Linked DNA regions of Danio rerio: region 1 is linked to region 2. The links are chromatin contacts, called in public Hi-C maps. All regions are on one chromosome and are shown on one strand. Each heading gives the region's core, a stretch centred on a gene start, on an enhancer-like site or on the middle of the called end of the contact. The rest is flanking DNA. Distances are from core to core; before and after follow the strand shown.

The links. Hi-C and Micro-C count contacts between places; a contact is called where the count stands out from the background.
Region 1: a Hi-C map of hematopoietic stem cells shows a contact between it and region 2, with 2.6 times the contacts expected there. The contact joins the promoter of nucb2a here to the promoter of phf23b in region 2. A contact is called at or near these places in 2 of 18 Hi-C or Micro-C datasets (caudal fin and hematopoietic stem cells) and 1 of 4 datasets of contacts at active chromatin or transcription factors (embryo).

The regions. Positions count from the first base shown.
Region 1 is chr7:27,039,014-27,043,590 of GRCz12tu, reverse strand. It overlaps nucb2a (nucleobindin 2a), which reads left to right and starts at 2,805. Exons shown (of 13, transcript NM_201493.1): 1 at 2,805-2,909; 2 at 3,403-3,543; 3 at 3,767-3,874; 4 at 3,959-4,091. The coding sequence starts at 3,403. rps13 (ribosomal protein S13) reads right to left here and starts at 121. Exons shown (of 6, transcript NM_001002079.1): 1 at 89-121. The coding sequence starts at 111.
Region 2 is chr7:26,648,025-26,652,452 of GRCz12tu, reverse strand. phf23b (PHD finger protein 23b) reads left to right here and starts at 2,445. Exons shown (of 6, transcript NM_199844.1): 1 at 2,445-2,652; 2 at 2,726-2,931; 3 at 4,063-4,094; 4 at 4,178-4,270. The coding sequence starts at 2,904. It overlaps hsbp1a (heat shock factor binding protein 1a), which reads right to left and starts at 550. Exons shown (of 4, transcript NM_001172634.2): 1 at 407-550. The coding sequence starts at 451.

The DNA.
Region 1 (4,577 bases), core at 1,556-4,055, 390 kb before region 2:
GTTCGATCTATGTTCTAAAGTGTTAACGGCGTTTTAGGACAGTGTTGAGAATAAATAAAGGTGTTTTTAGTGTAAAATAAACATTTACCCAGGAGCGTGCATACGACCCATGATGGCGGTTTTAAGAGCGAGGAAAGAGAAAGACCGAGGTAAGGCCGAGAGGAAGTGAAGTAGGGCGCCGGAAGTGATGTTAAAAATAACTTCCTGTCTGTTGATTTCATATATTTCTAAGATTTTTCTTTAACATTAATTAATTCATGTATTTCTTCTATGTTGTTTATTAAATTTAACATTACAATTGTCTTTTTTATTTTGTGCTTTTCATATGCATGCAGATGTACCGCAAAATGTTTATATATTAGGCTATAAACATTATTTATTCGGATTTATTGTTGTTTTGCACATTTATTTATTTACGTATTTATTTTCATCTTACATTTCAGGGTTTTTTTCAGGGGGGAGGATATACGGATCTCTCTCTCTCTCTCACACAAACACAGTCCCACACACACGCGCGCGCGCGCTAAATTGGCCATAGTGTGTGTGTGAATGAGAGTGTTTGGGTGTTTCCTAGTAATGGGTTGCAGCTGGAAGGGCATCTGCTTCGTAAAACATATGCAGTATAAGTTGGCGGTTCATTCCGCTGTGGCGAACCCTCCTTAATAAAGGAACTAAGCCAAAATGATTGAATGAATGAATGAATGATTCAGGGATCCTTGTCTCTCATTTTAAGCCATTGTATTTTGATTTAGCAAGATTTTTTGTTTTGTTAATTGTCCTGGTTATTTTGTGCTTTAATTGTCTTCTTATTAAAAAAAACTTTTTCTCAAATCCACCAACTGGTGGCGCTCCAGGAAAACCTGGCTGATGTAAGCATGACTGCAAAAGTATAAAAGGCTGTAGAAATATAGAATGAACAGATAAAACAGCTCCACCCAACAGTATTCCCAACTGGGCGGAGCATAGCACCTCTAGGTGTGTGTGTGTGTACAGTGCAAATTGCATTGTGTATTAAACAAACTGTAATATGTTCTACTTTTGAACATTGGCCAGGATGGACCAATATTAGAAAATTGTGTAGGCTACCAGATATCACAATTAAATGGATAGACAGTTCACCCAAAAATGAAAACTCTTGTCATCATTTACTCATCCTTTATTTGTTCAAAACCGGTTTGAGTTTTTTTTCTTCTGCTGAACACAAGATATATAGTGAATGGTAGTTGTGTTATGTCATATTTTCAGACAAGCTTGAGAGTTGAATATAAACCAATGCAAATTACTACAGAAAAGGCCAATAGTGTCTGACAAGCTGAAAATATGCATTCCATGTTATTCTGGATATTAGATATATTCTTAATATTCTAAAATAAAGCTAAAAAAGCTGAACACATGAAGAGGATGCTATAAAATAAGTGAACTAACTTATCTATATAGTAACAGCGTACCAACGAGCTGTCTCTAGAAAACATTTCCAGATATGATTTTCTTCGTTATTTGTAATGTGAGTGCTTACAGTTTATTGCATGTGAGTGAATATAATATAATAAACATAGAGAAATCAATGGGTGCAGCTTTCCATGCCCCAAATTTCCAGAATACATTGTGCTGTAAAGACATATTCTTAGTTTTCATTACCGAAGAATGTGGGGGGGAAACAGTGAATGACATTTTAAGTATTTTTGTTCCTGGAAACTTTTTTCCAACATTCTTATATATTGTTTTGTTTTTAACTTCTGTGTAATGTTACATTTTAAAAATGTTTACCTCTTTCCAACAGGAAAACCAATTAACAAACAAGAATGCATGATTATGTGGTCAGGGGGGGGCAGACTTAACCAATAAGCAGGGTAAGCAGTTGCTTAGGGCTGAATTAAGGAGCCCCAACCAATGCAGTCTATTAATTATACAGCTCTTTTATAATTATTCTATCATATGTTGTAAAATCTTTCTTTAACCATTAAGATTTTAATGTTATACCTTCTTTTCTAAACCCTCCTTTCTTCCAAGTGCACATGCAAATATAATTCACAAATCACAAGTACAGCTAATTAACTATAACTACATACACACAGTTTGTAAACTTGTTTTTTATTTGTGAATGTATTGTATTTAGTTTTACATTAAAAAGAATCCACTTAAAATATTTTAACATGCAGTTTACTCACTCAAAAAGGGAGAGTTTTGAGTTTAAATGCTAAGGCCCCATACCTGGAATTGCTTAGGGCCTGTATATGTCAACCCCTGTATATGGTGTCATGGCATAGCAATAAAAAATGTCATTATAATGGAAGTCAGCAGGGCAAAAACAGCTACTAACACAATGAGAGGGTAGTAAATTCGCCCAGTGTTAAAACATTAAGTTTTTTTTTATTATTTCAAAGCATTTTTTCAAAATATGTGTCTAAATAAGTTGTCACCAAAAATCATTCTATTTGCTGAAACCGAGAAAGTAGGGGGCAAATTAAGAATGAATGAAAACAGGGTTAACGGGGTGTACAAGAGTTAACTGAAGAAAAAAATCATAAAAAGTTTGAAACCACTTATGTGTCAGTACATGGTGAGGAAATGTTGATTTTTGGGTGAACTATATCTCTTCAACAAGATTAACATTGAGTGTAAATATATAAAAGGAAGAGAATAGGGAGGACGTAGTGGATGATTCTAAGCCACCGAGCGCCCCCAAGAGGAAGTAATGTGACAGTGTCGTAAGAAACAACATCATTAAAGCCCAATGTTTCAGTTCAGATCTACTTGATCTACGTGGAGCTCTCTGCCTCCTCCTGCCGCTCTCTAGCTTTACTGAATCTGCCTCATCAGTCCAAGATAGCGGACAGTCAGGAAGCCAGCGGTAATGAAAGGAAGCAGAAAACACCCGAGATAGCTCGATATAAACCAAACCTGACAACGTAAGTGCTGCTATTTAATTATGAATAGCTCAAGATGGATTAACCCAAATAGAGCATCAACTTTTCACGTATAGACAGCGAGTGCCGCTATAACGCATGCAATAGACTTCAGTCAAAGGAAAGCTAAAGAAATTAGCTTCTATGTATCGATATCACACCATGTTTCTGTAATACTATAATTTAGCATAAACAAACGTAAATATTTAGAGTATCCCTTTAAAATAGTGGCCCGTTAATGGCCTGTAATGTTGTTTATCCCTAGTAACGGATTTATTGGAGAACTGATCTGCCAATCAGTGGCTGTGTTTCAGCCTAGTGAGCTGTTTACCTAAACAGTTTTTACTTTCGAACTAGGATGTCGAAAACATTTCAGCTCTAGCGTTAAGACCACCTAAAATGGTAATCAGCTAACGTTAACTAGGTCGTTATTTAATATGATAGAGCTGTCATCTCCCGTTTAATGTGTCATTTAAATATATGCCGACTTTTCCAGATGTCCTGTTTAAAGGGGCTCCTCACCAGCTGCCTTGTGTTGGCGAGTGTGCTCTCCTGGGCCCAAGCAGTGCCAATAAGTATAGATAAAACAAAGGTGAAGATCCCTGAGGAAACAGTCAAAGAGCCCCCTCAGAGTGTGGTAAGATATTTAATCAGTCGATTACATAACAGGCTCTGGCAGCGAGTAGTCTTGGAGTTCCAGGTTGTATTAATATGCGTGGTTATTTTTGTGTGGGCTATAAGCTCACACTTTTAAAAAAACATTTTCAGAAAAATACATCATTGTATGTTTGTTGTAAAAAATAAATGAATAAATACATTCGACAATGTATGTACTTATGGCTATTATTTCATATTTGTAGGACACTGGACTACATTATGACCGCTATCTCAGAGAAGTTATTGATTTCCTTGAAAAAGATCAACATTTCAGAGAAAAGCTCCACAACACAGACATGGAAGATATAAAGGTAAGAAGCAGCATGGCTTTATTTGTGTTGTTGTTTAATACAAAGGTCACGCAGAGCTAATCTGTTCATTCCTGCTGATTTTAGCAAGGGAAGTTGGCTAAAGAGCTCGACTTTGTCAGCCACCATGTGCGAAGCAAGCTGGATGAACTAAAAAGGCAAGAAGTCAGTCGCCTGAGAACCCTGATCAAGGCCAAGCAAGACATCGAAGGAGGAAACGGTAAGATTTAAAAGTAAATGTAAACAGTTTACAGTAAAAGTAAACTGAATTGAATGAACGCTTGGGGTAATTACACATAAATAATGTATAATAGCATATTAATAAATGAACAGAGGCCTTTACTGTGGCTCAGTGATTAGCACTGTAGCCTCAAGGCAAGAAGGTCACTGGTTTGAGTCCCGGCTGGGTCAGTTGGCATTTCTGTGTGGAGTTTGCATGTTTTCCCTCTCGTCACGTGGGTTTCCTCTGGGTGCTCCAGTTTCCCCCACAGTCCAAAAACATGTGCTATAAGTGAATTGCACAAACTAAATTGCTTTTAGTGTATGAGTGTGTGTGTGTGTGAATTAGTGTGTATGGATGTTTCCCAGTACGGGGTTGCAGCTGGACGACATCTGCTGCGTAAAACATATGCTGTAATAATTGGCGGTTCATTCCACTGTGGAGACCTCTGATAAATTGGATTAAGCTGAAGGAAAATGAATGAAT
Region 2 (4,428 bases), core at 1,196-3,695:
CATACGAGTAAAAACAGCAGTTTAAGGGCATGCACTCCGCCCACGCGAGGAACCGAAACCATAGTAACAAGGGAAACCTCGTGAAATGACACAAGACACCTTACAATGAAATAAAGAAGAAACCTTCGCTTTATTATTGTACTCACAATCAATTAATCTACACTCTAATTTAATTTAACTATAGATCTATGAAGAAAATAAAACGTTTGTTGTGGGAACTCGCAGGAGCGATGTTTCGATATCAAGTTAAGACCGATTAATGAATCATAATAGGTAATAACGTGCTAATCACAGCACTACACACTTTCGTTACCGTTGTATTGACAAATAAAGTGAGCGTGACTGAATACTGGTCGACTGTAAGTGCACGACCTAGTAGGTCTATCAGTGAAAAGCAAATACTCACCACAACAGTAAGGTCCTGAGATGATTTTGGGTCCTTCTCGGACATTTCTTCTTTTTAGAAAAAAAAATGAGGAGCTGATAAATGCCTGTGTGGTCAGGAGCCTTGTCGAGGCAGTACTGTACTGTACTGTATAATGATGATGATGTATTGAAGGTGGAAACCGCCGTTGAAGCAGGAGCTGATTTCGTTGTTAGGGGTTTGGTCAGTGAAATAAAGTTAATGGAGCGTCTTTAGTATTTTCTGTTGTGTTCGTGTTCTTGTCCTACAGGGGGCGCTCGATGGCCCAGAAACAGTGGAACGTATTATGTAACCTAGGGCTGCACAATAGGCCTATATCGTTTCAGCACCTGTAGACAAACTATTGAAAGGGGTAGTTTTTTCTGTCAAAAGTAGACTTTTTTGCAGTTCTATGCCTCTTTTTCTATTAAACAATGAGGTTAAAATGCTGCATTTTAGTGATATTTTAAGAACTAAGCATTGCTGGATTAGCTTGTTGGATTGTGACCGCAGATTTTGATGTACCAAAATATTTCCTACGATTTTGTCAAAGTGCTTACAATACTATTTGACTTTGTAGTGAATATTTACAAATGTGCATTTAAGTTATTATATATAATTACAGTTTTATAAATAATGTTGAGATTAGCATACAATTTTTTATGAAGAAATATGAACATTTATTATAATCAATTTATCATCAATCAAAAGAAAAAAACAATTAAGAAACTTTGAATAATTAAACATTAAATTTGTTTTAAAGCCTTTTTCTATTGGTTATTTTCACAATTTTTAATGGCAAAGTAGTCAAAAATGAGACATTTGAGCTCAGGAAGGGGCCAAATTCTGGACTTTATCAGCCACCTCTGGCTACGGGCCTGAGCATCCATATCGCAATAGAATAATTCCCAATAGCTACATTTCAATTATATGCTATGTTGAGTATATAAAAAAGAAGACTATGTAGTATTTTTTTTACATTTGATAATTCAATTACTGTATACCTGAATACAGTTCGACTTCTCAGAAAACAATAAAATGGTTAATAAAATAAATAAATAAGATATGTTTAATTTTTATATTTTTCTTTATTGAATTTATGCTTGTGGATTGTTTATTATATATTATATTTAATGCACTCCCCTACATCATCCTAATCAATCTAAAATGATAAAATCTTTTCAAATAGTTACTCCACTCAACTTCGTGAAATTGTATTCATATCGCAATGATTATCGCAGAATAAAAAAATATTTAAGATTTTTAAATATCACGCAGTACTAATGTAACTGTATAACTATTTATTAGTCCAAAAATAGGAAATGAAGCCTATGTTTTAGTTCAGTAATGTATTTGGATTTATATATTTTTTTTGCGTTTGAAAAATAATCAAAATACTATTTTCAGAAAAATCAAAGCCACGAATCTAAACAAGTTGTGTTTTTCATTTGAGGCTGACGACTCAAAAAGCTTTTGTTTAAGTCTAGTTTTGGCACAGTGCCAGACATTTTCATTAGATTAAATTAATAATAAGATATTTATGTGTTCGGTTTGTCTAATATATTATATTCTTTACATTTTAACTACTTATATTCTAAATATGGTGGATTTTGTGAGCCTTCTAGCGCCCACTTTCGAGTATTATCAGGTAGTACCGCTACTCGTCTTTTTTTATTCTATTTGACTTGGGTTTAATGATAAAACACGTTAAACGTCATTGGCAACCGAAATGACCAGTCTGGGGTAGCCCGGTCCACTGACTAAAATGTTCGAGGATATGCATATAATGATTTTGGTATTTATAAATGGATTTAAATTAATTTAAACATATGGGGTACGCAAGGAGAAAATAAAAACCTTACGAGTAGGAACAGATAAACTCAACTTCCCGTGAGCACAACAGACCTACGACTGGCGCAATGAATCATGGTTATTGAAGTTTGCTTGTCGATGTATTCAGCAGTTAAAGTCATTGTTTGAACTACATGTCCCATTGACTATTGGAAAGCAAATTTTTACATCGCAGCGGCAATTTCACCGCAAGGGGTTTCTGGAGTCAGTTGACATCGTCGACTTTAGTGAGGCGCGCCGGAGGCGACACGCAGACGTAATTACTTTGGTGTTTTCACCACTTTCGTCGAAAAAGGATAACAACGCCAACATAGAGTCTACATTACCATCATTCGCTGCAAAATCATGTTGGATCCCTGGTTTTATCGTTGGTTCTTTTTTGCTTGGTGGTCCGTTAGGTAATTGAACTGCCAGCTGGATTATTTTGCAACACTGCTTGCTGGCCAAAATTAAGTTAATTGATCTTTCCAGGGACTCGAGATACAGCGATATTCCATCGGATCTGTTTGTAAAATCGTCGTTTAAGTGACTCCGATGCCCAGCTAATAGACTGTAGCTGGACAGCCGGGGCTTGCTGCGCCCAAGCCGGGCGAAGAGATTGACGCTGCTCGGTGTCATCCAACTGAAGAGGATCGAGTTTAAGGCGACAATGCTTGAAATAATGTCCGAGCACCAAGGTAAGGCAACTCATAGATTTTTAAATATTCAAACTTTAACACTGTTAAGGTAGGCAACACCCATCACGTCCAGTTTTAGCAGAGTCAGCTAGCCTGTTAACTTAACGTTAGAAGCTTTACGCTGCAGTAACTTTGCATACTTCTTACTTTAGCAGGCTGATTTTTCTGATAAACCCAATTCAATTTCAATCGCTTTGTGATGTTTGTTAGTGGTGATGAAGGTTTTTCTGCACTGACGAGCTGCTTCGTAAAAGGATTAGCCGAGTTGCTATCTTGTCCAATGGAGATAAATTACCCAAGTTGTTTTTAACCTTTCGTTAAGCTGTAACTCATAAATGATAAAGAAAATCCCCCCTGATATCCAACCTCTGCTTTCTGTTCAAATGATTTAATGGGCACGTTTACAAAACCGCAGTTACGCAGCGTTGCGCATTTTCTCTTTGCTAAGTAAACCAGCTCTATTTTCAGTTAGTTGCACTAATGATCGTTTTAATCGAGTGCCAGTTTCATAGTCGTATTAATACACGATTAGAATGTTCCAATGACATTTACAATGCCATTAAAGACATAATGCTGTCTTCAAATACAGGTCGCTGCTTAGCATAGTAGCATTTCGCCGCCTGACTGTAACTCTTTTGTTTTGCCGCGGTTAATGTCTTGTCGTCGGTGTCGCTAATGTTAATTGCATTGATTTAGTCGTTTTTAAAATATTAAATCGGCTATATCTGCTTTAGAAGACTTCCTAATCCAGCCAAGTTGTCTTGTGGTGCTTCGACGCCGTGAATAGGGCTTAAGTCACATGCTGCTGCGTCCTCTCGCATTCACCACAGCTTTAGCTTAGTGTTTTTGCTTCTAAATTTGTTTAGTTTTCCCCACAACTAAAGTCTCTCAAACCGTGTGGTTGTTGGGATGTAAAATGGTGTCCTGCGCACTAGAATTTTACGCCTCAATCAACAGGGTGTCGCGAGGAACAGCAAAGTTACGTTAGCGAATTAGCTTGCCGCCGAAACTCGCATTTACTAGGTTTGTACAACAAAAGCTGCACGAACTGTCTCCAGGTGTGTTTTTGGTTAAAGTAGTTGTTTAGCAACGAATTAACTGTATTCTTTGCTTATCTTTTTCATTGCATAGATTCATTACTGAAGTGCAAAGCAGAGACTCTGGTAAGTCAAACAAGGAAATTAGATGTTCCTCCTACAGATGGCAGTGCTTGTCCAAAATACTAATATGTGATGTTCATGTCCAGCCATCAGAGAGAAGAAAGAGGACAGTGGAGGACTTCAACAAGTTTTGCAGTTTTGTTCTTGCCTATGCCAATTACATCCCATCTCAAAAGGAGGTAAGAATGGAGCAAGTTTAGGTGTGATTATTATTTTTTTTTTTAACTGCTTGCAATGTTTATTTTACCTGAGACTGCATCTTTTGGCACCTATTTCAGGGCATGGAGCTTGTATTAATGTCTAAGTAGAGCCCAAATGGTACTATATTTTTCTGATA